Regions from separate parts of the Mus musculus genome. Here all the other regions are linked to region 6. Evidence: chromatin contacts called from public Hi-C, HiChIP or PLAC-seq, capture Hi-C and promoter capture Hi-C data. All regions are on one chromosome and are shown on one strand. Each heading gives the region's core, a stretch centred on a gene start, on an enhancer-like site or on the middle of the called end of the contact. The rest is flanking DNA. Distances are from core to core; before and after follow the strand shown. Region 1 holds the start of Ube2v1 (ubiquitin-conjugating enzyme E2 variant 1). Region 2 holds the start of Slc9a8 (solute carrier family 9 (sodium/hydrogen exchanger), member 8). Region 3 holds the start of Snai1 (snail family zinc finger 1). Region 4 overlaps Gm11476 (a long non-coding RNA gene). Region 5 holds the start of Mocs3 (molybdenum cofactor synthesis 3). Region 6 holds the start of Ptpn1 (protein tyrosine phosphatase, non-receptor type 1). Region 7 holds the start of Rnf114 (ring finger protein 114).

Region 1 (3,696 bases), core at 534-3,033, 300 kb after region 6:
CCAAAAAGATTCACAATGAAGACCCAAATCTAGAGACTCTCACTTCTGAAGTGAGTCAGCCTCCAGAGACAAATGCTTGCTCTAGGTCCCAGTGCTTTAGAGTGGCTCGAAACCCGGAGCGAATGTTGTCTGTGCGTCCAAAGGACGCTTTGTGTCATGTGACATGTGAAGCAAAGGCAAGCTATATGGCAAGCAGCTGGAACTCCTGGCATCTCAAGAGCCTCCAGAGACGATTACAATAGGAGAGCCCAAAGGCTCTGAGGACAGGGAGACCATGTGAGGTTCCAGCAGCCTCGAGAAGAGGCAGAGACACGCTAGAGAGGCCCTGCATGTGTCATAAGGTCAAGGCTAGAGTGAGGCTGTCGTAGTATTGTGGACTCAAACCTGCAGACACTTCGGCAAGCAGGTACAATATTGGGAAACAGGGAAAGCCTTCATAAATACAAGGCCACAGACACGTCACGGCCCCCAGCATAGCCCCAGCCCCGGGAGCAGAGCCTCAGTGTATTGTGCACTCACCCTTCCCAGTTTACCTAGAGACCTGGTTCCCTCTGTTCTGTGGGACAGACTCCTAGGCTGGTGTGCATCTTCTGCAGGACGGTAGTTCTGAGCTTACCACGTACTTCCTCAAGAGGAAATGCAGTGGAGCTACCTAGAATACACCAAACAGATGACAAATGGAATGTTCCAGGAATGTCTCCAGCTTCCTTGCCCCTCTGCTGTCCCTCTTAGCAGTATAATCTGCAGCCTATCTGGCTACTTCATCCTCGATTTCCAAGTCCCCTTAAGGGTTTCACATCAAAGGTGGCTTTGTGATGGGTTTACTCTATATGCAGACAAGTGTCTTCAGACCTTTGCAGGAGGCCTTTTCTGATTCTTCCTGGTGCCCTTTATAGGTTTGTCCCCTATCTTATCATAGGTAAAATGTATATTTATCTATTTATATTGGCTTACTTGTTCTCTGTCCAACTAGAATGTAGCAATTGAGAAGAGAATCTCATTTCGTGGAGACATTGCCATGTCCGGCACCAAGCACAGTTCTCCCACATAATTCCATCTCTAAGAAGAACTCTAAAACACAAGCCTGCAACCCCAGCATGAGGCAGAAGCCGAAGAATCAGACAGCCAAGGTCATCCTCTGTATAGTGGGCTCTTGGACAGCTGAGTTGAGAGCATGTCTCGAACAAAACCCCTAAACAAACAAACAAACAAACAAACAAGCAGAATGCATGTCTCAAGGTTGGTGGTTCTCAAGCCCCTAGCTGCACCTTGTCCCTACATGCTTCAGGCCCCAGAACAGCAACAGTGCCGGAAACAAGATTGTACTGGCCCACAATTTGACGCATTCAGGCCTTTCGGTGTTATTTTTCTCCATATACCCCATAACAAAGATCATCTGGCTTGGGGTCAAATTCTGACTCAGCTACTTAGCAGTTGAGTTGAACTTCATCTCTCGCGGTTTCATTTTCGCTACGTGGTGAGGACACAGGGGGACGGAAACAGCCTGGGAACAGGCGCGGGGCTCCACAGCCCTTCCCCCCCATTCTATTCTCCCGGAAGCGCACGGTCACCCCGGGGCCCTCGAGCCGAGCACCTGCACGCCTCCCCCGCGCTCGGGCTGGGCGGGGCTTGCAGGTTGCCCCGCCCTCATGCTCGCTCACTGAAGACTCGGGCAAAGCCCTTCCCGCCCGGCTCCTGCGACCCCGAGCGGGCGTCAGCGGCACCGTTTGCGGCTGCGCCTACACCTGCGCCTGCGCACTAGCGCCCGGAGAAAAACTCAAGGGGGGGTGAAGAAGGGGCCGGCCTTCGAGCGACAGCGACGCAAGATGGCAGCCACCACAGGCTCGGGTGAGCGGGGGCGCCGGGCGTGCTGGCGGACGGGGCGCGGGCTCCCTGGGCTTGGTCCCGGTCTAGCGGAGGCCATGGTGGCCGGGACAGGGCTCCGCGCTGTCCCTGCGGCTGCGTTTGGCTGCTCGGCCGGGCCTGGGACCATCAGGCGGCGGCCGGAAGCCCGGGCGGGGGCAGCCGGGCCGTGGGCGGTGCGGCCAAGCCGGAGGCTCGGGCGCCTCCGGGGGGCGGGGGGTGGGGGAGAGGCCGGCAGAGGGGCCGAGTGTGCTCGGGAATGCCCGGGCGAGGTCCCGCTGGGAGCTGGCCCGGGCGACTGGGAGCCGGGAATGCCCGGCGGGGGTACGCGGGCGCAACCCTAGGGAACACGCACGGAGCCTCGCGGGCCGCAGGCGAGGCCGCCGGGGCCCCGCGTCAATTTAGGGTCGGGGCTGCTCTCATCGTGGTGGTCGCTTCCCAGGGAAATCCGGGCACCTGCACGGGCTGAGCCCGGGCGTTCTGCCGTGGGAGCAGGCCTGGGTTGCAGAGACCAGGGATAGGTTTCAGAAGGCGCGCTGGGAGCCGAGCGCCGCGTTGGATGGGCACGAGCAGGTGCCTAGGAAGCCCTGGTGTGTGTGTCGGGGGGTGGGGTGGGGTCTGTTGGGGCGTGTCGCCATTGGGAAGGCTCCTGCAGTGGGGAGAATGGGATGGGGTGCAGTCCCGCAGATGCTGCTTTTAGAGAAGAAAAACCTCTTCCTGCGGGGAGCGGATGGAGGAAGTGCCTGTCACTCCTAATCCTTCTGCGAATTGGGGGAAAATATGTGGGTTCAACTCAGAAACTCTCCATTATCTGGATGGGTAGGAGAGGAGCAGTGAAATGAGAGCCCTTGGATCAAATGGAAGGGATAGCAAGAGGGTAAAGGGGATGCTCTTAGGGGAGAAGCTCTTGTCGGTCTCTGATGGGCTAAGAAGAGAAGGCCAGATGGGGAGACCCGAAGGGTCTGCTGCCTTAGAACCGGCAACCTGTACTTGATTATGAGCCATGGACTCTGGCAGGCTAGAGAAGGTGGAGTGGGTTTGGTGAAGGAGATCCCCCGGGGTCTGGGAAGGCATGGGAGTCTGCTTTTCCAATGAAGGATTCAGGAGAGAGTGGGTGCTCCCTTCTGGTGTGGGGCTATATCCTCGGGAGTCTGTTGGTGGAGGTGAGCAAGGGGTAAGGACAGGCCACCAGCCTAGGCACTGGTGTTTTGGGGCTGTGAGGCCACCAGAGGAGATGTTGTGGGGTGGGAAGCAGAGAGGTGCTGCCTGCAGTGACCCACCACACAGTGCCTGGTGTGTCCTGGAGAAGACTGCGGAGCCAAGTCAGTCCATTTCCTGACAAACACATGGCGGTGGGCACTTGGGAAGACCCAGTCTGCCACAGGCTGTACTGGGGTGGGATGCAGGGTATCTCGCAGAGAGGTGCCAGGCAGCCAGTACTGGGGTGGCCCTACCAGTCAGCACTGCTTGTCCTTGCTTTAGGACATCTCAGGATCCGGTTTGACAGCCACTTCTAACTTCTGAGGCCCTGCCCGTGCCTCAGGAGTGCAGATAGAAACAGCAGCTCAGCAGCAGCTGCTGTGTACAGAATCCAGAAGAGTTTGGGCTGGGTGAGGCTCAGTGCTAGAGTGATCTGACCAGCAAGTCGGAGGCCCTGGATTCCATCCCTAGCTCCATGAAAAGAAGGAAGCGCACATAGCACAGCTTAGATAGCATAGGAAGGCTTTAGGGAACCCAGAAACAGGCGTTCCTCAGCGCCTGTCTAGTCCACAGATGGTTCCTGGGGCCTCTTGTGTCCTGTTACTAGTAGCAGACAAGGTAGACAGAGCACTG
Region 2 (3,735 bases), core at 677-3,176, 510 kb after region 6:
AAGTTCAAAGCTGGCAGGGGCTAGCGAGCTCAAGGCCAGCCCAGGTCTCACTAACTTAGTGAGAGACCCTGTCTCAACTATAAAGTAAAAGGGGTGGGCACAGCGGCACATGCCTTAATCAATGCCAACAAGTTTTCGGCCTATCAAGGAAGCATTCCAGGCCAACCAGAACTGCACAGTGAAACCCTGTCTTATGTAAATGAGTAGAGCACCTGCCCGGCATGCAGCAGACTCTAGATCACCTGCAATCCCTTTCTCCCCACCCAAAACAACAGAAAACAAAGGCAGGCAGGTGTGGGTGTGGTGGTACATGTCTTTAACCCCAGTACTCAAAAAACAGAGGCAGATCTCTTTGAGCTGGAGGCCAGCAGAGCAAGTTCCAGGATAGTCAGATCTACACAGAGAAACCTTGTCTGGGGTTGGGGGGAGGAGGATGCTCTCTGCCCCTTGAACTTAACGAGGGTAGCAGGGTATGTTAATCCATGCCTGTAATCTCTGCACTTGGGAGACAGATGCAGGAAAGCTAAGAGTTCAAGACCAAGGTCACCCTGGCCTACATACTGATACTCAGTGAGGACCAGTTTTATGGGCTACATGAACCTGTCTCAAAAAGAAAAACACAAACAGACTTCTAGGGTGGAACTGGAGTCTCCCTACACCCCAGTTTCAGTATTATTTACTTTCCTAGTCTACAATCTCCTTGAATTTTGGGTGCAGTGTGTGTGTTTGACTAAACTAGGGATTGACCTCAGGAATGGTGGGCAAGATTCCAGCCTTTAACTGACCAAGTCAGCTGAATCTGCCCCGTTTTTCTCCCTAGAATGCCCTAACCTACCCTACCAAACCCTTCTGGAATCTCAAATGGCTCAAGTTTCCTGCTCTGGAACATCCCACTCTATGCAAGGCTTCCGCCTGTGCTCTTAAGGTTAGGTCTGTAAACTAATGTAGTAGTGATGGAATTGTGACCACTGAGCACTGCCTCATTCCAGGACCCCATAAACTGATCAAGCTTCAAGCCCACATCTCAAAGCATTTGGCTCTGTATTACCTCTTTTATCTTGTCCTGCTGAGACTATGTGAATGTCTGGGACAGTACAGCTACACAACAAGATCTAATGACTTTCGCTCCTCAGTGGCCGAAGAGCTACCTGAAATGCTCTTAGTTAAAGTTCGGTATCAATTAAGGGGTTCCTTGTTAATTTTCTGGGGCTCATTTCAAAGAGAGAATTTGTAACACACAACAGTGTCCTGCCAAGCATGAAGATGGACTCGGGCCTTTTTAACACGTCATCTTCCCCATCTCTCCTCTAAGATTTCAAGCTGCGGGTCACGAGACGTCTTTCTCCCACCTAGGGTGGGCTCCTCTTCCCTCATGCTACCCAATTTCCATCCAAGCATCTGGCAAGGTCCAAAAACACCCAGTCCACACAAAAGTCTCCCACTAAAGCCTCGTGGCGGCTCCCTGCGGGCGGCTCCTGACGCCCAGGGCCGAGAAAAACGGTCAACTAGCAGTCAATGAATCAAAGAAACCTGCTGGGGGCAGACAAGAACAATGAAGGTTGCTGATGGTTACGGGGGATGCCAGGGGCTGCTCGTGGCAACGGGAGAACTTCCTGGATCAGGAGGAGGAGAGCCAGGGAACCCTGAGATAACCGGAAACCGGGAGCAGGAAGGACGTTCGCGGCTTCCGCCAGGCCTGCGCGTGGTCAGCAATGTCGGACCTCCGGGAGGCCTCAGGGCCCATGTTCTCATCCCGCCCCCCGCCAACCCTGGCTAGGTGGGCCCGCGCCACTCCACCCGGGCGCTCCAGGCCCGCTGTCGCCCGCCGGCCCGGCCCTGCCGCCTCCGCTACCCGAAGCCGCGCACTCACTCCTCCTCCGCCATCTTCTCCCCTATCCTGCGAGCTTCCGAGACTACAGAGTTCGGCGCCGCAGGGCTAGCGGGGCCGGCGGCTGCTTCCGGTTTCCGCTGCGGGCAGGGGCGGGGCTTGGCCTCCCAGGGCGACCCTCTGCGCTGTCCTCTCTGTGGCCTGGGAGTGGGACGACCTCTGGGGCTTTCTGTGGGCTTTTTCCGGCCAGGCTGTGTGACGATCTGGCCTTGGGACATCCGGACTTTTTTTTTTTTTTTTTTTTCCGGTCCCCGGGCGGGAAAGATTTGGAGGAAACTTTTGAGATCTGGGTGACTCAGCTGTGAGCCAAGCCGTCCGCCCCGCGTGAGAATCCCAGGGCTCAGAATGGGGGAAAGTGGTTTCTCTGGGCGTCCGGGCCGGCTGTGCGGAGCGGAGGGAGTCCGCAGGCGCGTTCCGAGGCGGCCTCAGTTTCCCCTGCTGTGGGGAGAGTAGACAGAGGGTCTTTGAAACGCTAGACAGTGTACTTACTCCGATTATAAAAGTTGAGAGCTAGCAAGGCAGAGGTTGGACATTCCCCATTGGTTTATTGGTTGGTGTGGTAGATGTGAAAATGAGATCCAGGACAACTTGAGGGGTTTCATTCTCGCCTTCCTCCGTGTTGGTCCTCGGCATTGAACTCTGGTAATACGGGTTGGCGGCACCGCCTTTACTCATTGAACTATCCCAACAAATTTTTCTTAACCTTTGTGTGTGCGGGGGTGGGTGGGGTACATTAGGAGGTCCCAGGTTATCAGATGTCTTCCTTACTCACGCTCCACCTTAGTTATGAGACAGTGAACCTGAAACTAGGGACGCGACATAGTGGCTAGCCAACAACTCCCAGGGATCCTCCTTCTCAGTCTCCCTGTCCCTATGGTTACAGATGCCAACAGCTATCCCTGGCTTCTGTGTGGATGTTGGGAATACCAACTGAGGTCCTCGTGCTTGCGTAGCAAGCGCATTGCCCACTGGGCTTTCAACACCGAAGATAACTTGAACTGTCTAGTCTGTATTGCTTAAAACTGGCCTGGTACTGCTGAGGTCTTTATGGGACCTTCTGGGTGTTCTCCTTCAGGGCCCCTTCCACCCTAGGTAGTTCCCCCCCCCCCCCCCACTTAATAACGCTTAACAGATATGTCACTTTCCCAAAGAACGATCCTTCTGTCTCATCCTCTTGAGCAGTTGGGACTGGAGGGTGAGAGACACCCCTCCCCACCCCCATTCAGGCATCTGTCTACTTCTGTACAGGGGTGGAACCTAGGGCAACACATATGGCAGGCAGGTGGTCTTCCATTCAGCTAACATGCCCAAGTTCTCTGTAGAGACCTACTGTATGCTGAGATGTACCTTGTGGGGTTCAGACTATACAAAGGAACTAGGAAAGCCAGGTATAAGGCAAGATAAAATTAAACGAACAAGGGAAGCCTCACACATTAGCTGAGAACAAAAATTCCAGCACAATTAATGTGTGCCAAGAAGGCTGCCCACGTAAAAAAATTTTCATATATGGATATTAAAACTAAGACTGCTGAGATGATTCTGGGTAACAGCTCATGCCACCAGCCGAATGACCTTAGCTTAGTTTCTGTGACACACATGGTGAGAGAGAACTGACCCTTGCAAATTCTCCACACATGGATATGACATGCACACACACTGCTGGATTCTTTGTCAACTTGACAAAAGCTAGAATCATGGAGAGAGAGAGACCATCAATGGAGGAAATGTCTCCATAAGATTCTGCTGTAGGGCATTTTCTTAATTAGTGATTTTTGGAGAATGGCCCAGCCCATTGTGGGTGGGGCCATCCCTGGGCTGGTGGACCTCAGTTCCATAAGAAAGCAGTT
Region 3 (3,360 bases), core at 221-2,720, 390 kb after region 6:
CTTAACAGGCAGTTAGTTAAGTTGTGAACTACCATGTGTGCTGGGAATTGAACTCAGGACCTCTGGAAGAGTAGCCAGTGCTCTAACCACTGAGCCGTCTTCATAGTCACTGGGAAGTCATTTCTTAGTGGCACCTGCACCTAGCACTTCACTCTACAAAGACCCCACGAAGTGTTCTCTGATACATTTTAGAAACGAGGAAACTGGGGAAGTTCTCGACTCAGGATTCAAGGCCAGGTGCAGAATATCCTGTCTAGCAATATCCTGTCTGACTTCTACAGTGTGGGTTGAGCCCGGATAGGGAACACCTCTTCACTCCTAGCCTCGAACAGCAAGGTACAGAATGGAGAACAACCAACATCTACTTTGTCCACTGCTTGGCAGCCTTAGGAGTAAGTGTTGAGTCCCCCCAGGGTCTAAGGCCAAACAGCCCAGACTCAGAGCTCAGCTATGCACACTCACTCACCAGTGTGGGTGCGGACGTGGCCCTGAAGCAGCCAGGGCCTAGAGAAGGCCTTTCCACAGGTCGTGCAGACACAAGGCAGCGTGTGGCTTCGGATGTGCATCTTCAGAGCGCCCAGGCTGAGGTACTCCTTGTTACAATATTTGCAGTTGAAGATCTTCCGCGACTGGGGGTCCTTGGCCACCGAGAGCCTGGCCAGCTGCTTGGGAAGTTGGCCCAAGCCAGGGAAGGCGATGAAGGCCTCGGCCTCCAGGGAGGAGGCCGAGGTGGACGAGAAGGACGACGGCGCCGGCGAGGGCGGGCTGGGCGGCTGGGAGCTTTTGCCACTGTCCTCATCGGACAGCGAGGTCAGCTCTACGGCCTTGGGGCTCTCCCGCAGCGGGAGGGTGGCCCAGGCAACCGGCCGCACTTGGGGTACCAGGAGAGAGTCCCAGATGAGGGTGGGCAGCGAAGCGGCGGGGTTGAGGACCTCGGGCGGAGGGATGGCGGCCAGCAGGTGGGCCTGGTCGTAGGGCTGCTGGAAGGTGAACTCTGCGGGAAGAGAAGAGACAGCAGGGAGTCAGCTGAGCGGATTCTCGGGGCGCCAGGTGGGGGGGCTTCCCGCCCGCCCCTCCCCTCCCCCGCCCGGACTCCGCAAAGCTACCCCCGCCTTCGAGTCTTCAACTCCCGGAGCCTCCCCGTCCCGGGTCAAAGACACCCTCGGTGGATCCCAACTGCCAAGACCCGGAGCTCCAGATCCACCTGTCGCGCCCGCAGAGCCCGATTCTCACCTCCCCCCAGCACCCTTGGGATCCCCCCCAGCCGCCCGCGTCCCGCACCCCACCACGCACCCACACACGCGTCCTGCAGCTCGCTATAGTTGGGCTTCCGGCGGGGGTCGGACGGCTTCCTGACCAGGAAGGAGCGCGGCATGTTGGCCAGAGCGACCTAGGTAGTCGGGGTCACCGGGTCGCGCAAGGTCGGTAGTCAACTCCGCTCGCGAGGCCCGGCCGCACACTACGATCCCCTAGCAGCAGCAAATTCCTTTAAGTACCAGGGCTGGGGGCGTGACCGTACTGTTGGTCACGCCCCTTTGTCAAGGCTGAGCCAATGGCTGGCGGCGGCGCGGCCGGAGACTGAGACCGGAGCAGGTGCGCCTGGGCTGCTGGGGCTCCCGCCGCGTGGCGCTGAGATTCCGCTTGGGCTCCTCCCGGACCGGACCGCGCGGCTTCCGAGCTCCTCGGGCGACCCCTGGTGGCCGCGCCTGCCCCACGACGAGCGCGGTGCCCCGCAACATCCCCGAGCTGCTGACCTTTGGGCGCTGGGGAGCCAGAAAGTGCGATGATATGCACGCGCTTAGGGGTTCCTGGAACTGTCTACACAGCCCTGAACAAAACACTACCCAGGGATGCCCTACGCAAGGATGGCTTCCCGGCCGTGGGAGAGAGAGACAGACAGAATAAACAGAGGATTCGAATACTAAAGGGAGGTGTGATTTGATGAAAGGAGGTGGGGAGAGACAGCTGTGACTGTCAATGAACGGTCACCTGACAGGGGAGGGTGTCTATGACTTCCTAGAGGAAGTGAAGAAGCACCGAGGGGAAAGGCCCGGGGTAAGAATCAGTAACTTCTGCCTGTCCAACCTTTGAGAGCAGGTTCCAGGATGAGGTTGGTGTTGGGCAGACCCTGAGGGGTCCGATTTCCTGGCCTCGGGTCTTTGGAGGAGTTTGGACTTTGCCTTACAGGCACTGGGGAGTCACGGAAGGACTTTCAGCTGAGGACGGACGTGTTTAGAGTTGCATTGTGAAACACCAATAAGGGCAGGTGCGAGGCAGAGGTAGCAAGGACCAGGGCTAAGGCTCCCGACTTCCTGAAAATCGTGTTGGAACGTTCACAGGGAGGAAGGGTGGCCTCGGAAACCAAACCCACACCCCCATAGTATGGGGTTATAAACACCTATAAAGCAGAGGGTCTACGGAAACCTCTGGGGCACCAGCTAGCATCGAGTCTCTAGGCACTGGAGGTAACAACAGGGAATAGAATCAGACTCCCAGCACTGGGGGTGGGGGGTGGGGGAGTGGGAGGATGGTCAGACAACAGGCAACCATCGTGGAGAACACTGCCCTCTGGGTAGATTTAGTTCATCCATGAGTCTCCCTGAGTCCAGAGGGAGAGCACACAGCGCCCCACCACCACCCTCGTCCCAACGGACAAGTCAGCTGACTAGGTTTTGACTTTTCTCCATCCCCTATGATCAGAGAACAGGCTTTCCTACCACGGGGCCTTGCTTGGTACCTGCCTTCCTCCAGTCCTGTTTTCTCTTCCAGATCCACACCTGGCTAGGCTTCCTTTCATCCCTTTCATCCTTTGTTTCAGCAGCCCCCCACTCCACCCCCTCAGCCTCCCCCAAGCCTGCTTAGTAAGAAGGAAAGAGAAAGGCAAATGAAGCCCACAAGGGGAGGCCTGTTCACAACCTCACACCTGCCAGAGGCCTGAAAGTAAAACTTGGTCAAATGATGGATGCTGGCTGGCATGCCGCTTAGGAAAGGTGTGACTTAGCCCCTAACGGGTGACAGGTGACTCTCCACGCCCAGGAAGCTCCCTTCCTAGGCCGACTGCCACCTAGGGTTTTTCAGCCAAGCTTTTCCTCAAGAGTGTCTGAAAACACCTAAGCCCGCCCTGCCCTCACTGGCAGACACATCCTGATTCGCTTATCTAGGGCGGGGTTGTTGGCATCGAATTTTAACTGTCAAAAGGACTGGATGCCTCTAAAGAGCAACCAAAGCTAAGAACCCACGGCCAGCCTCAAACCCAGACCAAACAAAAGGACAGTCCTGACACCTGTAAATAACCCCCCCCAGCCCCCCACAGGGTTTCTCTTTAGACCAGGCTGCCCTTGAACTCAGAGATTCACCTGG
Region 4 (3,285 bases), core at 642-3,141, 360 kb after region 6:
AAGAGATACTTTATCTAAAAAACAAAAACAAAACAACAACAACAAAACCCAAAAGAGTAAATGATGATGATGATGATGATGATGATAATAACTACTTGGTAAAGCCAGGTGGGGTGGCCCAGCACCTGAGAGGCAGAAAAAGATGAATTTCTCTGAATTCCTGGTCAGCTAGGGCTACATAAAGAGATCCTATCTAAAAAACAAACAAAAACAAACTCTAGTCTGTGGAACATAGTAGATGCTCAATAAAATTTTTTCAATTAAGTAGGACAACAGAGTAGAAAACAATGGAAGATGCTAGAACAGACCAGAGACCACAGTGAAAGAGGAAAACACGGTGGGTGGATGTGACACACTGTGAGGGTCCAAGCACTTCACCACTTCTGTCAGGACCTTCCCAGTGCTACCTCAGCCCAGGAGGGTATCACAAGGCTGGTGGCAAGCCTGGGGGTCTTCTCTGGACTTTTCCCTGCAGGCTGCCTGCCCTGAGTCCAGGGCTCTTCTGCCCTTTCTGCCCAGCTCTCGTCTCCCTGGCAGGTCAGAGGTGGTTTCCGGTCTGGACGTGAAGAGGCAGTGATTGTCTCCGATGAGGGCAAGTCCTGGTGAGTCACTGGCTGAGCGCTGACCAGTATTCCATAGGCATCATGGGGGGGTGGGGGGGATATCCATCACAGGAGACAGATCATATGTCTCTGTGTGTATCTGTGTACATGACTGTGCGTGTGTGTCTGTGTGTGTCTCTGTGTCTGTGTCTGTGTGTCTCCGTGTCTGTGTGTGTCTCCGTGTCTGTGTCTGTGTGTGTCTCCGTGACTGTGTCTGTGTGTGTCTCTGTGTCTGTGTGTGTCTGCATCTGTGTGTCTCTAGGAGTGTCTGTGTCTGCATCTGTGAGAGACAGACCCCCTGCGCTTGGCCCTGACCATCCTTGGAGGCTGAGAAAGATGGAAGCCCCATCTGCCTTCAGGTCTGGGCACCATGGTGTATCGTCCCCCGAGTCTAAGGAAATCTAACCAGGTCTTAATACCTCCAAGGCCCCTCTACTCAGGACCCCCAGGGCTCCCTGACCTGTCAGATCAAGACTCAAATCCGGCTCAATCCACCTGCACCATTGCTGACCTCATTGCCTCCCCCCACCCCCAGCTCCAGACATACTGGCTTCAGCTGCCCCCATATCATGCCAGCTGTAATCCTGCCCCAGGACCTTTGCACTGGTCACCCACGCTGCCGTCATTTTCTCTGCTGACCCTGTCACGGTCAGCCTGCTCTAAAGCATCAGCTCCGGGGAGCAGGTGGGCAGTCCACTCTGTTCTCTCTATCCTGCGTGTCCAGGGCAGAGCCTGACCACTGTGCATTCTCAGAACCATCCAGGCAGACTAATGAGAAGCTAGAGAAGCTGGAAGCAAATGAACGGACTAGGAAGGTTACACTTTAAAAGCCAGGTGATGAGGACACAGGACACGGCTCTGCGACAACAGTAAGCCAGCCCCTTCAGGATGGTCCAGAGACTACAGGTGGAAAGGGACTGAGGTACGGAACCCATTCAATAAACTCCAGAAACAGAAACGCGTGAAGCACAATGGTGTGTGTGGCTGATGGGAAGGGAGACGCTGGGAGATGGGAGGATTGAGGGAGCTGGAACCTGGGGGTACCAGACCCCACTCTAGTACCACAGGGCCCCCTTTTCTATCTGGCTGGTGGCTTTGTATCTGTCCTGTACAACAAGGGCTAAGCCAGAGATCTCAGCTCCCCACAGCCTCCCCTCCCTGGCTCCACCCTGGCTCCTCAATTTCCCGCCTGGTTTGGCAACAACGGGGAAACAGTGACTCAGGAGTCTGGCCTCAGGTTCTGCAGCCATGTCCTGGCGGCTGGGCTCCTGCCAGCCTCGGCCTGATGTGTGGCCTCCAGCCCAGCATCCATGCAACGTGGCCAGGGGCTCTCCCCTTCCCACAGCAGTAGGTTAACAGGATGACTCACGGCCCCGCCTACTCATGACCATTTACCACGGATGTGCCAGGCTGGCCTCACTTTCCAGGGCTGGATGCTGGGGATGCTTGTCACGCAGCAGAACTGGTGCTGTTGTTGACTGTAGCACTTGCCAGGCAAGTCCTAAGCTGCGGGCTGGGGGAGGCTGAGCCTTCACAGGGGAATCAGGACATGTGAATGAATGTTTGGGTGACCCTAGGCAGGAGGGACCCCAGGTTGCAGCCCCAGAGCCCTGAGATATCCAAGCACACCCAGAAAACCATGGTTAACAGCTAGGACAAAGTCTCCTCATATCAGCAAGGCTCCATGGGGGTGTGGGCTGCAGAGATGCTCATTAAGTAAAATTCTTGTCATGCAAGACTGGGTTTGGTCACTGAAACACTCAGCAGAAGGAGAGAACCGACCCCTGAAGCTTGTCCTCTGACCTTCAATACACACAGATGCACCAGTAACAACAACAACGACGACCAGAACCACAACAACAACACCTAATGGTGTGGCATCATTTTTGTTCTGAGCCACATTCAGTTGCTTCTTAGCTGTGCACATCTTGGCAAGTGTCTCTACCTCTCTGGGCACCACTTCCAGGTTGCTTTGTACTTGCCTGGCACATAAAAGATGCTCAGAGCCATCCCTGTGGTCCTCCCTGAGCCCTAGATATGCCAGGCCTCAACCATGTACTAGGCTTGGGGACTCCACCCAGTACCCACACTGTGCCTTGCCTGTGGAACATCAGTGGTCATGCTGTCCCTCCCATAGTTCCAACATGGGAGTCCACTTGTGATGAGGTCACAGTTAGTATTTCTGACTGAAGCACACGGTGGTTCTGGGGACCTTGCAGGCTTTCAATGACCGGGGAGTCCAGATGGTTTGAGAAAACCATCACCTGCTTCAGATCCAGAACCTTCAGCTGCAGCTGGGTATGGAATTTCTAAGGTGAGCATCACTTCCTCCCATGGGGCAGCCCATTCCTCCCAGCCCATGGCCTGTACCCGCCCATCTTAGACTCGGATGGAGAGATTCCAGAGGCGACAGACTCTTCTCTGTCCCCAGCTCCATCCAAACCAAGAGCATTGGGTTGGGGGACGCTCTTCCTCCTGTGTCACCGAGGAGTCTGCTAAGCAGACTCCTCGGTGACACCTGTAGTCCTAGCGCTCAGGAGGATGGAAAGTTCAAGGCTGGACTGGACAGCCTTGAACTCAAAGATAAAATGTTAAACACACGATCCCACTGTTTGATGTGAAAAGAGGGCCAGAGAGGTGAACAACCTTCCCCATGTCACTCGGCCAGGAAGGGACAGAAGAG
Region 5 (3,718 bases), core at 96-2,595, 300 kb before region 6:
CCCCACGATGTCCTGAACAGTTAAAGAGTCTAACTCCGGCACTGCCGTTAAGGACTGCAGGACCTTCACAGCTTTCTGGGAGTCGTTTCCCAGTTTGCAAATCACATACACCGGGAGAGCAACCCCTTCCTGCGACTCCTGCTTCCCTTTCCGGAGGGCAGCCCCTAAGAGTTTCAGGCTGTCCGCATCCCTGCGTTCCAACTGACTCAAAGGGATGTGGAGAGAGTGCGGCAGGCGACAGATGTCCACCTCTACTTGAGGCCGGACGTCCAGCAACACATGGGGCGCCCCGGAATCCAGAAGCCGCTTGTAGTCGGTCACAGAAATCCGCTCCTCGGGGCACAGCAGCTTCAGGGCGCGGCACTTGTCGGTGGCCGAGGAGCCGCAGAAGGCCTCGTAGTCCTGCAGGCGGGTCACGGTGGGCTGCTGCCCGCACACGACGCAGTCAGGCCGGCGGCGCCGCAGCCGGATCCGGCGGAAGTGGCCCCCGAGGCCGTCGAAGAGCAGCATGCTGCCGCTGTAGGAGGAGCCGAGGCCGGCGGCGATCTTGAGCACCTCGAGGGCCTGCGCGCAGCCTAGCACGCCGGGCACCGCTCCGAGCACGCCGCCGTCTGCACAGTTGGTCACTGTCTCCGGCGGGGGCGGCCGCGGGAACACGCAGCGGTAGCACGGCCCGCCGTCGTGGTGGTAGACGGTCATCTGGCCCTCGAAGCGCAGCGCGCTGGCCGACACTAGCGGCCGGCCGGCCAGCACGCACGCGTCGTTCACCAGGTAGCGCGTGGGCACGTTGTCGCAGCAGTCTGCCACCACGTCGTAGCCGCGGACCAGGTCGAGCGCCCAGTCCTCGGCGAGCGCGCGCGGGTACGCCACGCACTCCACCGCCGAGTTGAGACGGCGCAGCGCCGCGGCCGCCGAGCGAGCCTTGCTCTCGCCGGCCTGCGCCTCCCCGTGCAGGACCTGGCGGGCCAGGTTGCTCGTCTCCACCACGTCGTGGTCCACCAGCCCCAGCCTGCCTACGCCGGCCGCCGCCAGGTACTGCGCCAGCGGGCAGCCCAGCCCGCCGCAGCCCACCACGAGCACCGCCGCCGCCGCCAGGCGCAGCTGCCCGCGCACGCCCAGCTCCGGCAGCAGTAGCTGGCGGCTGTAGCGGAGGATCTCGTCCCGCGACAGCGCGGCCCGGGGCGCCAGCGGCGGCGGCGGGACCCGGAGCGGACGCTCGGGCTCCGGCTCGGCTGTCAGGGCCGCGGCCAGCCTCCGCTTGAGCGAAGCTAGCTCTTCCTCCCGCCGGGTGATTTCAGCCTGTAAGGCAGCTACGTCCTCCGGGGCAGCCATGACAGCCTCTTCCGGAAAGAGCCGGGAAGGGACTTCCGTTTCCGGTTGCCTGTCTCTTAGCGACTGGAAAACGAAGACGCTTCCTGGCCCTTGAAAGTGAAACGAATGGGTTTTTATCCGGGGAAGCCGTCACGATTGGCTTGAAACGGTCACCATATCTGGAAGTTTCCCGGGGACCACACTGGGACGTCGGAGCGCCGAGCCTCCCCCATGCTCCGAGATTTGGTACGGCCCGTGTCGGATGACGTAAGTCCGCTTCCGGCGCCTCTCGCAGAGCCGTCATGGCTTCCACGGGGGCGAGTCGCAGTCTTGCTGCGTCTCCGCGGCCGCCGCAGGGCCGCTCCTCGCGACAGGACAAGTACTCGGTGCTGTTGCCCACCTACAACGAACGGGAGAACCTGCCGCTCATCGTGTGGCTGCTGGTGAAGAGCTTCTCCGAGAGGTAGAAGGGGCTTCTCGCGCGGGGGCCGGGAGCCGGCCGCGGGCTGCAGGTCGGCGGTTGGCTGCGCGAGGAGACCCCCGGAGGCCCGGTCTCCGCTCCCTCCCGAGCCTGCTCGCGGCTTTCCCCAGCGGGGAGAACCGAGGAGCACAGCCCCGCGTCTTTCTCCTTCCTGCTCAGGTCTCTAGCGAGTCCGGTGTCTATCTGTTGACAGATCGCGCTGGCCTGCGTCCCCGGCCTGTTCTCTCTAAAGGGCTAACTTAACTTCTTTTTGACTTCGGGGCGAGGAGGTATGACCTCATACCTCTGGGCGGTCAGGATCCGCCGCCGGAGCCGGGAGTCCCGAGCCAGCGTTCTCCCCATCGCCTTGGGGCCGAGCGCTTACGTAAGCTTGTTGTTTGCGCTGTCAGAGAACTGCTGATGAGCTGGCAGGGAGCGAGCATCTTCGCCGAGTTTGATTAGGAACCCGGGCTTATTTGTGTGTTGTTTTGAAAAACACGGGGCCTTTCGCTTTGTTAGGCAGAGCCCTAGCTCTTAGGAACAAGAATTTTGATAGTGAAAGTGTTACGCATTTAAGAAAAAAAAAAAAAGGTCTCCGAACTAAACAGTAAATAAAATGCCTCCTGATGGCAGTGGCAGGACGGAGTCAGTACTTTACGGCCAGATGAGTGTCATGCTGTGATGATCATGGGCGATCTTTTACTGTCAACCTACAGAACGGGATTTTGCAGGAGTAGGATGGCGTAGCAGTGCGCTGTTTTAGACAGTGCGTCAGAAGAACACAGATTGTTTCCAGAGCTTTTTGTTTGTTGGTTGGCTTTTGCTTCTCAAACGACAATGAGGACGCTGTGCCCATATTTTCTAATAGCAAGAAAAAAATACTTGATCCCAAGCTATGCACTACAAGGGATACGTTTGCAAACGAGTTGTACCAAGTCCGAGGGCAGCTAGGGCTATATTAGCAGCCTCTGTCTCAGAAAAACAAAATACTTGGTACATAGTTCCTCTTTCTAGAAAGCACAACCTTACCGTACTGATTTGTAAAAGCCTTAGTCTGCATGGTTTGATTGGTTGAGGCAAGGTCAAAACTATGTAGCCCTGACTGGCCTGGAATTCAGATGCTGGTCTCTGCCTTCCAGGTGCTGAGATTAAAGGCGTGCACCACCACCACCACCACCCGGTTTAGGATTGCTGTTTTGGTTGCATCTGAATAAAAATCAGTTTCTATATGGTGGCCCTGTGATGTGTGGTGCGAGCATCCTTTTTCTTTATGTTTTATTTTTATTTTTTTAAGATTTATTTATTTTGTGTGAGCACACTGTAGTTCTCTTCAGACACACCAGAAGAGGACACCAGATCCCATTACAAATGGCTGTGAGCCACCATGTGGTTGCTGGGAATTGAACGCAGGACCTCTAGAAGAGCAGTTAGTGCTCTGAGCCATCTCTCCAGCCCAGGTTTTATCTTTAAATTGGCTCTGCCAGATTTTTCCAGATGTTTTAATGAGCTCTAGTTTTATATGCTAGTGTCTCTGCTCTGTTTAATTTATGAGTCCAACACCCCCGTCCCTAACCTTGGCACTCTACTTCCTTGCTCCCTCTCACGCTTTGTAACCAGGCTGGTCTGGAACACCCCAGCCTCCATCCTCAGCCTCTAAAGTTCTGGGCTATCTTTTTATTGAGTGATTTTGGGGATACTGGAGGGTGGAACTCTCCAGTGAGCTACATCCTGCAGTGGATGTTCTCCAATCAAAATGGAATTACCTTTTTCAAAATCAACATAATTTGTGTTTGGCCAAATTAAGTACCTATCCCATAGTTAGCGGGTCAGAAGGAAGCTGGTCACTGTCCCTGCTACTCTTGTGTTTTGGGGACAAGGTGCATGCAGGAACAAAAGCTGGCTGAGAACATCTGGTGCTTTGCTCATTCACTCTCCACTTTGGATTGT
Region 6 (3,463 bases), core at 9-2,508:
TGCCTGGCGAGTATGGTTAATCCTCACAACCCCCGCACTGACATTTAATCGGAAGATTTGTTTTCTTTAGAGGACTTAGCTGCTTGCAAAGACATCTTTGCATTTTCAATTCACTGTTTCATACATGGCGGGGGGTGGGGGGGAGAACCCTACTTTCATAATACTTTTTTTTTTTTTAATGAACCACCAGAACCCCTCAAGTGGACCGGATCACAGAAAACAGAAACCATCTCAGCTCACGGTCAAAGGATAAAAGACAAAAGAAAGAGGCCATTTGGAGAGGGTCAGGCAGCTATAGGAATGGGTTCTGTGTCCCCCTAGTTAGTCGCCTAACCTCATGGCTTGTCACTCCTTGGTCTATTCAAAGAGCAAGTCTCCTTCCCTGTCGAGCCGCTAGCAGCCCTGCCGGTGATGCCCTAGACAAGGCAGCCCCTTTGCGTACAGTCACCCTCCACCAGAACAGGTCTTTCTCTTCTCAACACTTGTCACCAGATGCAATGATCAGTATTTGAATGTCTGTGTGACTATAGCCTCTCGGGGGGGGGGGGATAGGTTAGGTCTACGGTGGCGTTCAATACACACCAGCTCCAAAGCCTAGCACCGAAGAGACCCTCCAGCTCACGTCTAACAAATGAATGGACAGGAAGGAGTAAGGGGGCTGTCATCCCCGGGCCTCCACCACCGCACACCGAGGCCCGAGGAAGTGAAATGTGAGGGGGCGGGGGTGTCGGCGAGCCCACCCTCCTCCCCAGGAGACAAAGGAAGAGGGCCTGAGGTGGTCCAGTCCAGACAAGGAAGCGGCAGGGGTGTGGACCAGTGGGGACAAAGGGTGGCTGGGCCATGTTGGGGTCGGGTTTGCGGGGGGAGCTCGAAGATGACAGGGACCGCGGAGAGATAGAGGCGAGTGGGGGTGTCGCAGGGGCCGCGAACCCCAAGAGGGGTCTAGGGCGACGAGGATGCGCGACAGGAGTCCCCCGAGCCGGGAGGGTCGGGGAGACGGCGCGGCCTAGGGGCCCCCGGCTCCGCACCTGGTAAATAGCCGCCCAGTTCCCAGCCTTGTCGATCTCCTCGAACTCCTTCTCCATCTCCATGGCGGGACGGGTCGGCTGCCCGAGTTCCCACGGCCGTCCGCCGCGCTAGGCCGCGTCGCTCCGCGTCCCGAAGCCCGTCACCCGCCACCACCGCAGCCCCAAGCTCCCCAGCAGCGGCTTCTGCATGTCAAGCCGGCAGCCGGAAGTACGCACCCCCGCCTCACCGCGAGCTCCGCCCTCTGTACGGGAGGACCAGTCAGCTAGCGAAAAGGCGGCCGGCACTTCCGCGGGGGCGGAGCGGTAGGCGGGGCATCGCGGACGAGGCCCGAACCCGAGGAGCAGACTTGCTGCGCGCGCCGCGTGCGGCTTCCCGGGTTCCGCGCTCCGGAGGGCGCGCGCCCGTTGCCCAAGCGACCCCCGGCGGCGCGCCCACGGCGCGTGGGCCGAGGCGGGACTCGGGGAGTATCCTGAGTTCGAGCCTCAAGCCCGCCGGTTGAGTCAGGCGGCGAGGGCGTGGCCTCGAGCTGGGCGGTTGAGTGGGAGCGGCGTTTCCTGTCCCGGTCTGTTTTTCTTTTTTCTTTTTTTCCTTTTTGTCTTGGTTTTTCCAGACAGGGTTTCTGTGCGTAGCCCTGGACGTCCTCACATTCACTCTGTAGACCAAGACTGGCCTCGAACTCATAAATCCGGCTGCCTTTTTCCCGAGTTCTGGGATTAAAGGTGTGTGCCATCACTTCGGGCTCCGTTCTTTATTTTTAACTCAGGGTCACGATATTCCAGGCTGGCCTCTCACTTGCTGTCAGGCCAAGGATAACCTCTTATTTGCTGTCAGGCGAAGGATGATCCTCTCGCCTCCATCTCCCACGTCTTGGAATCACAGACATGCATTGCGGGGGATAAACCAGAGCTCCGTGCATGCTAGGACCTACTCCGGCCACATCCCAGCGAGCAGAGTGTTCGTTTTAGACAACGAATCACTCTATAGCCCGAGCTGGCCTGGAGTTCACTACGTAACCCAGGCCAGCCTCCAGCTCTGGATCTGCCTGCCTCAGTCTCCGGAGTTTTGGACAGGTGCTAACACCCAGCTGGCCACTCTGCTCTCATGAAACTTGGGAAAGTCCATAAGAGTTTTTACCCTGGCAGAATGAACGGATGGGACATGTGGTGCTAGTTTTCTGTCTTTCTCCAGTATCAAGAAAATCCTGACCAGATGTGGTGGCACTTGCCTTTAAACTCTCCAGGTAGAAGCAAGGGGTCTCTGAGTTCCAGGCCAGCCTGGTCTACATCGTTCCGGGACAGCCAGTTATACAGTGAGACCCCTTCTCAAAACAAAAAAACAACCAAAAGGGAAAAAATCTTCCTTGGGGTTTGTTGGTGACTCATAACCATCCTAACTCTAGTTTCAGGCCGTCTTCTGACCTTCAAGGGCACAGGGTATACATGTGATACCATACTACTGTACATACATGCATACAAAACCATCATACAAATAAATCTAAAAACATGTTTAAAAGAAAAAAAAAATCTTCCTCTCTGATGTCATCTGGGTGCAGATTCTGTGGTTTGTTCAGACTGCCCAGGGTGAGCACTGAATGTTGGTTCCGATGCTTGGGTTCCTTGAAGTATGTGTGAAGGATGGGATTGCCTTCCCTGGGGAAATGTAACTGGAACATGGAGTTGTAAACTTCCATTCTGGGATAGAAAGGGAGACATAGGTAGGAGCCGTGTCCTGTGCCCAGTGCCAGCTCCTGGTGTGACAGAGTGACTTCCAGTTTGCTCCAAGGGTACTGAGGTAGGCAAAAGGGCCCATGTTCATTTACTCTCCACAATCCCCCCTCACAGAGGCATTTTGATTCCCATCTTAGAGCTGCCAAGAGCAAAGCACACAGACAAAGCCCTTGTCCAAGGCAGCATTGCCAAGCAGGGTTAGCAGCTAAACATGTCTGTAATCCTAGCCCTTGAGAAGCTGAGGCAGGAGGATTGTGGAGAATTCGAGGTTAACTGTGTCTACACGGCAAATTCCTGGTACATAGTGAAACCCTGTCTCAAAAAGCCACAAAGAAAGCAGTCTTGCAAATGGGAAGGGAGGCTGGGTTCCAGGTCGGAGGATATCTTGCATAGGAGCCAGGCTTCTGAGGGCTCTAGACTTGGGGTCTAAGACCCATGATGCAGGGCTGGAGAGATGGCTCAGCAGTTACAAGCACTGCTTTTCCGAAGGTCCTGAGTTCAAATCCCAGCAACCACATGGTGGCTCACAACCATTTATAATGGGATCTGATGTCCTCTTCTAGTGTGTCTGAAGATAGCTACAGTGTACTTATTTATAATAATAAGTAAATCTCTGGGCCTGAGCAAGTGGAGTTGACTGGATGCAGCCTGGAGTAGATGTGCTTGTGGTGGATCCCTTGGGTTTCTCCACTGTGAAAGAAAGATAA
Region 7 (3,446 bases), core at 845-3,344, 430 kb after region 6:
ATACAGATTAAAGCAGTTGATTTAACAGTCTATCAGATGCTCACAGCCTGCGTGCCTGAGTTATACCCTTACAAGGAGGTTGCATCTAGCTTCCTGTGTCTGGAGCTGACTTTCAGTTTCTACTTCCTAGAAATGGGAGTCAACTAGTTCAGCCTTTCTGTCAGTGCTCTTTAGCATCAAGTTATCTGCGCTCCTCCAGACCTGAAAGGGTGTAGCCACAGGGCTTGACCTGAATTTCATAAAATCAAATGCTCCAACCACAGCTGTAGGACTCTCCAGCTTCAAAGGCAAACATTAAAAATCAAGTTGGCAGAGCCCAAAGCACTTGGAGGAGGCTCAGAGAAGTCAGCTACCCTCACCAAGGTGTGTCTGACTTCAAACAATCTGCTGAGTACGGAGGCTGGTTATGTTTGCTATGCTGGTACTGCTTCTTGCCCTATGATGTAGGAAAAGGTCAAGGAAGCCTCAAAGCCTGGTGCTTTTCAATCAAGTCATGTTTCTTCACAAATGTTAACAGCCCTCACGTGCTCTCCTACCGAATACACCATAGTTTGAACAGTCATTAGTATTTCCTTTAAAAAAATATGAATGTGTGTGCCGTTGAGGACAGCTGGAAATCTGGGGACAGTTTGTGGGAGTCAATTCTTTTACCATGTGGCTCCTCAGGAGCGAACTGAAGTCATCAGGTTTGGTGACAAGAGCCTTCAGCTTCTGAGCTATCTCACTGGCCACTACTTACCAAACAACCTCCTGAGCTGTAAACCCGAGGGCCAAATTGCCTTCTTTTGGTTTTTGTTTGTTTGTTTTTCGAGACAGGCTTTCTCTGTATAGCCCTGGCTGTCCTGGAACTCACTTTGTAGATCAGGCTGGCCTCGAACTCAGAAATCCTCCTGCCTCTGCCTCCCGACCGAGTGCTGGGATTAAAGGCCTGCAACACCACGCCCGGTTCCAAATTGCCTTCTTAACTCTATCCCAAAACAGCAAACAGAGGGCATGCAGACACTCCAGTTAACTGACTGGGAGGGAGTCTGGGTTCGGCTCACGGTGCCGAACACCGGCTTTTATCATCGGACAGAGAGGACATGGTACTCTCTTCTTGGGTCCCTACATGTTGCTCCGTGTAATGAGAAAGCTAGCAGAGTCGAGAGAGAAGTGAGGGAGGTCATCAGGACGGGAGGCCTGAAGTAGTGGCGGCGGGCGATCGGTAACGGCTACCTGTACCTGAACCCAAGCTGGCAGGAGCCCAGTGTCCCTGCAGGCATCCCTCCCACAGTGCTGGGAAGGCCCCGCCTCGCTCCTGGGGACGGTCTGGCAGGCGACGCTGGCCCGAATGAGCGACCCTTGACACTTGCACTTTGATTCACCCGGAAAAAGGCTGGCACTCACAGGACAGCGGCGGGAATGCCTGTGCGCCCAAAAAAGGGTGCTGGAGTTGGGGGGGGTCAGGAAGCCCGATTCCTGGGTGAGCGGCAGTGGGCGGGGCCGCGGAGGGACGTGGTCGAGCATCCTCAGGCTCTTCGGCTACGGTGTGTTTGAAATGTGCAAGAATGGGATTCAAATCCCGCTAAGCGGTCACAGGAGCCAGGGAAAGCCCAGGCCGCCCTCGCTCAACTCCTGAAGCGGCTGCGGCAGCCTGGCCCGCGACACCGGGCTTCACTCACGCCGAGGGAGGCGGCCTCCGCGAGCGAGCACCCCACACCCGGTCCGCGGGTACGGCCGAGCGTCCCGGCACTTCCCTCTTGTTCCAGCCTAGCCCGGGGCCCACTGTCCATACTTAGCCCGGCGGCCTCCCGCGCACTTCGGAGGCGCCGGCGGCGGCCCGGTGAGTCGCGACGCCGAGGCTCGAGGGGGCCCGCTGTGCTCCCTCGTCAGACGCCGCCGGCCGCCCGCCGCCTGCGCACCGCGACCCCTACCCGGCAGGCGCCCGCCACTCACACGTGTCCGCAGGGCACCTGCACCGGCTTCTCGAATACTTCCAGGCACACGGGACACGTAAAGCGGCTGAGGGGGTCCGTCTCGGACGCCGGCTTCGCCGACTGCGCGGCTCCATCTCGGGACTCCGGCTGCGCCGCCGCCATCTTGCCGCTGAGGAGCGTCGCGCTGAGAGAGAAAGAGCCGCCGAGGGGGGCTGGGGGCGGGGCCGCCGTCGTTTGCGCACGCGCTAGGGGCTGAGATGGGCGGAGTCCACAACGCCCCCTCGCCCCCTGGAGCTTTTGAAAGCTGCCGCCCACCAGGTGTGTAGATGGCGTCCCGGGGAGAGCCTAGAGGACGCAGCCACACTGAGCCCACACCTCTCACCCACAGGAACTCAGACCGTGAATGTGTATTGTTATTACAGTTGACCTTAGCTAGCTCACCAACTTGCCCAGTTGAGCTTTGAACTTTCCATCCTCCTGCCTCAGCCTACCAAGTAATTGGCTGTATAGTCTGCACCACCAGGTGTGGCCAGATGATTTGATCTGATTTCTCAGCGTCTTTCCTAACCGGAAAGGAGGAGGCAGGACTTCCTGCCTGCACAGCTAACGGGGTACAAGTGTATCTCACAAACTCCCGTGGCTTGTTAGGTCGATACCACCTCCGTGAACCTTTCCAGTTTTCTAGACATATTTATTGCCCTTTTCCTATGGCTTGTACGTGGCCTGGAAAAATAAAATAGGACAGAGGCTTGGACTGAAGGAGGTATAGTATAACAGGAAGTCACTGGACTGTGCGCGATCAGCCAGTACCTTGAAGACCAAGAGTTCCAGCAGGTGTTGGGTACTGGCAGTGATTGAGTCCAAGATCAACAAGGAGTTGATTATCTGGAAAGCACTGCGTCCAGGGCTGGGGTGTGGCCACCAAGGAAGAGGTCTCCTCTAGCATGGCACACGGGCTCCTGGGTTCCATCCCTAGCAGTGTATATGTCATATTTGGTAGTCCACACTCAGAATCCCCAGCACTTGAGAAATAAAGGCAGGAGGATCAGAAGTTCAGAACTATCTCGGGCAATATAGTGAGTTTGAGGCTAGCCTGGGATACGGGGTGGTATACTCACCTGTAGAAGTCAAAATGTTTTGAGCTTTGAGGTCAGCCTGGATTGCAAAAGAGACCCTTTCTCAAAAACCAAAGCAACAAACAAAATAGGTGCTTCTAAAAAGGTGCACTTCAGGGGCTGGAGTGATGGCTCGGCAGTCAGGAGCACTGGCTGCTCTCACAGAGGTCCTGAGTTCAATTCCCAGCAACTACATGGTGGCTCACAACCGTCTGCAATGGGATTCGATGCCCTCTTCTGGTGTGGCTGAAAACAGGCACTTTGTGTGTGTGTGTGTGTGTGTGTTGGGGGATTCGAGACAGGGTTTCTCTGGGTTCCTGGCTGTCCTGGAACTCACACTATAGACCAGGTTGGCCTTGAACTCAGAAATCCACCTGCCTCTGCCTCCCGAGTGCTGGGATTAAAGGCATGTGCC

What was found. Promoter capture Hi-C pulls out the DNA fragments that hold promoters and counts their contacts. A called contact is a pair of places that touch in the nucleus more often than the background predicts. HiChIP or PLAC-seq counts read pairs in DNA pulled down with a chosen protein or histone mark. Capture Hi-C pulls out chosen DNA fragments and counts their contacts.
Region 1: a capture Hi-C map of macrophages shows a contact between it and region 6, with 10 times the contacts expected there. The contact joins the promoter of Ube2v1 here to the promoter of Ptpn1 in region 6. A contact is called at or near these places in 11 of 39 promoter capture datasets (the 3T3-L1 cell line, the C10 cell line, the HPC-7 cell line and 8 more), 1 of 15 datasets of contacts at CTCF or cohesin (the NIH/3T3 cell line), 2 of 484 Hi-C or Micro-C datasets (B cells and bone marrow-derived macrophages), 32 of 115 datasets of contacts at active chromatin or transcription factors (the 230-238 cell line, the SCID.adh cell line, Th17 cells and 22 more) and 4 of 9 other capture datasets (adipose tissue, liver, macrophages and 1 more).
Region 2: a contact with region 6 is called in a promoter capture Hi-C map of erythroid cells, with 7 times the contacts expected there. The contact joins the promoter of Slc9a8 here to the promoter of Ptpn1 in region 6. A contact is called at or near these places in 2 of 39 promoter capture datasets (erythroid cells and liver), 4 of 115 datasets of contacts at active chromatin or transcription factors (bone marrow-derived macrophages, effector CD8 T cells, extraembryonic endoderm stem cells and 1 more) and 2 of 9 other capture datasets (adipose tissue and pancreatic islet).
Region 3: a contact with region 6 is called in a promoter capture Hi-C map of adipose tissue. The contact joins the promoter of Snai1 here to the promoter of Ptpn1 in region 6. A contact is called at or near these places in 9 of 39 promoter capture datasets (the SN4741 cell line, embryonic stem cells, hippocampal neurons and 5 more), 11 of 115 datasets of contacts at active chromatin or transcription factors (bone marrow-derived macrophages, cardiomyocytes, effector CD8 T cells and 8 more) and 3 of 9 other capture datasets (adipose tissue, liver and pancreatic islet).
Region 4: a FOXA1 HiChIP or PLAC-seq map of pancreatic cancer cells shows a contact between it and region 6. The contact joins the enhancer-like site here to the promoter of Ptpn1 in region 6. A contact is called at or near these places in 5 of 115 datasets of contacts at active chromatin or transcription factors (acute myeloid leukemia, bone marrow-derived macrophages, pancreatic cancer cells and 1 more) and 1 of 9 other capture datasets (liver).
Region 5: a Hi-C map of erythroblasts shows a contact between it and region 6, with 4 times the contacts expected there. The contact joins the promoter of Mocs3 here to the promoter of Ptpn1 in region 6. A contact is called at or near these places in 1 of 39 promoter capture datasets (erythroid cells), 3 of 484 Hi-C or Micro-C datasets (CD8 T cells, embryonic stem cells and erythroblasts), 2 of 115 datasets of contacts at active chromatin or transcription factors (effector CD8 T cells and microglia) and 1 of 9 other capture datasets (adipose tissue).
Region 7: an H3K27ac HiChIP or PLAC-seq map of trophoblast stem cells shows a contact between it and region 6, with 3 times the contacts expected there. The contact joins the promoter of Rnf114 here to the promoter of Ptpn1 in region 6. A contact is called at or near these places in 5 of 39 promoter capture datasets (hippocampal neurons, liver, neural stem cells and 1 more), 1 of 15 datasets of contacts at CTCF or cohesin (the NIH/3T3 cell line), 3 of 484 Hi-C or Micro-C datasets (B cells, CD8 T cells and bone marrow-derived macrophages), 24 of 115 datasets of contacts at active chromatin or transcription factors (the 230-238 cell line, the SCID.adh cell line, Th17 cells and 17 more) and 2 of 9 other capture datasets (adipose tissue and liver).

The regions. Positions count from the first base shown.
Region 1 is chr2:167,630,092-167,633,787 of GRCm38.p6, reverse strand. Ube2v1 (ubiquitin-conjugating enzyme E2 variant 1) reads left to right here and starts at 1,783. Exons shown (of 4, transcript NM_023230.2): 1 at 1,783-1,848. The coding sequence starts at 1,827. Gm31852 (a long non-coding RNA gene) reads right to left here and starts at 1,314. Exons shown (of 3, transcript XR_375265.4): 1 at 955-1,314; 2 at 534-652.
Region 2 is chr2:167,419,901-167,423,635 of GRCm38.p6, reverse strand. It overlaps Slc9a8 (solute carrier family 9 (sodium/hydrogen exchanger), member 8), which reads right to left and starts at 1,926. Exons shown (of 17, transcript NM_148929.3): 1 at 1,871-1,926. The coding sequence starts at 1,884.
Region 3 is chr2:167,536,305-167,539,664 of GRCm38.p6, reverse strand. Snai1 (snail family zinc finger 1) reads right to left here and starts at 1,470. Exons shown (of 3, transcript NM_011427.3): 1 at 1,294-1,470; 2 at 467-994. The coding sequence starts at 1,375.
Region 4 is chr2:167,573,612-167,576,896 of GRCm38.p6, reverse strand. The region is part of intron 2 of Gm11476 (a long non-coding RNA gene); the gene reads right to left. It overlaps Gm31619 (a long non-coding RNA gene), which reads left to right. Exons shown (of 6, transcript XR_003954104.1): 3 at 1-1,524; 4 at 2,822-2,916. Among named protein-coding and RNA genes, the nearest start is that of Gm31619, 14 kb to the left of the region's middle. Within about 2 kb of position 1,891, at least 68 of the 459 cell types and tissues checked have an H3K27ac peak or open chromatin away from gene starts, as enhancers often do. A contact at or near this core is called in pancreatic cancer cells, where this site is marked.
Region 5 is chr2:168,228,249-168,231,966 of GRCm38.p6, reverse strand. It overlaps Mocs3 (molybdenum cofactor synthesis 3), which reads right to left and starts at 1,345. Exons shown (of 1, transcript NM_001160330.1): 1 at 1-1,345. The coding sequence starts at 1,332. Dpm1 (dolichol-phosphate (beta-D) mannosyltransferase 1) reads left to right here and starts at 1,588. Exons shown (of 9, transcript NM_010072.4): 1 at 1,588-1,774. The coding sequence starts at 1,614. It overlaps Gm20716 (predicted gene 20716), which reads left to right and starts at 1,588. Exons shown (of 12, transcript NR_132310.1): 1 at 1,588-1,774.
Region 6 is chr2:167,930,122-167,933,584 of GRCm38.p6, reverse strand. It overlaps Ptpn1 (protein tyrosine phosphatase, non-receptor type 1), which reads right to left and starts at 1,258. Exons shown (of 9, transcript NM_011201.3): 1 at 1,029-1,258. The coding sequence starts at 1,091.
Region 7 is chr2:167,502,091-167,505,536 of GRCm38.p6, reverse strand. Rnf114 (ring finger protein 114) reads right to left here and starts at 2,094. Exons shown (of 6, transcript NM_001360930.1): 1 at 1,936-2,094. The coding sequence starts at 2,078.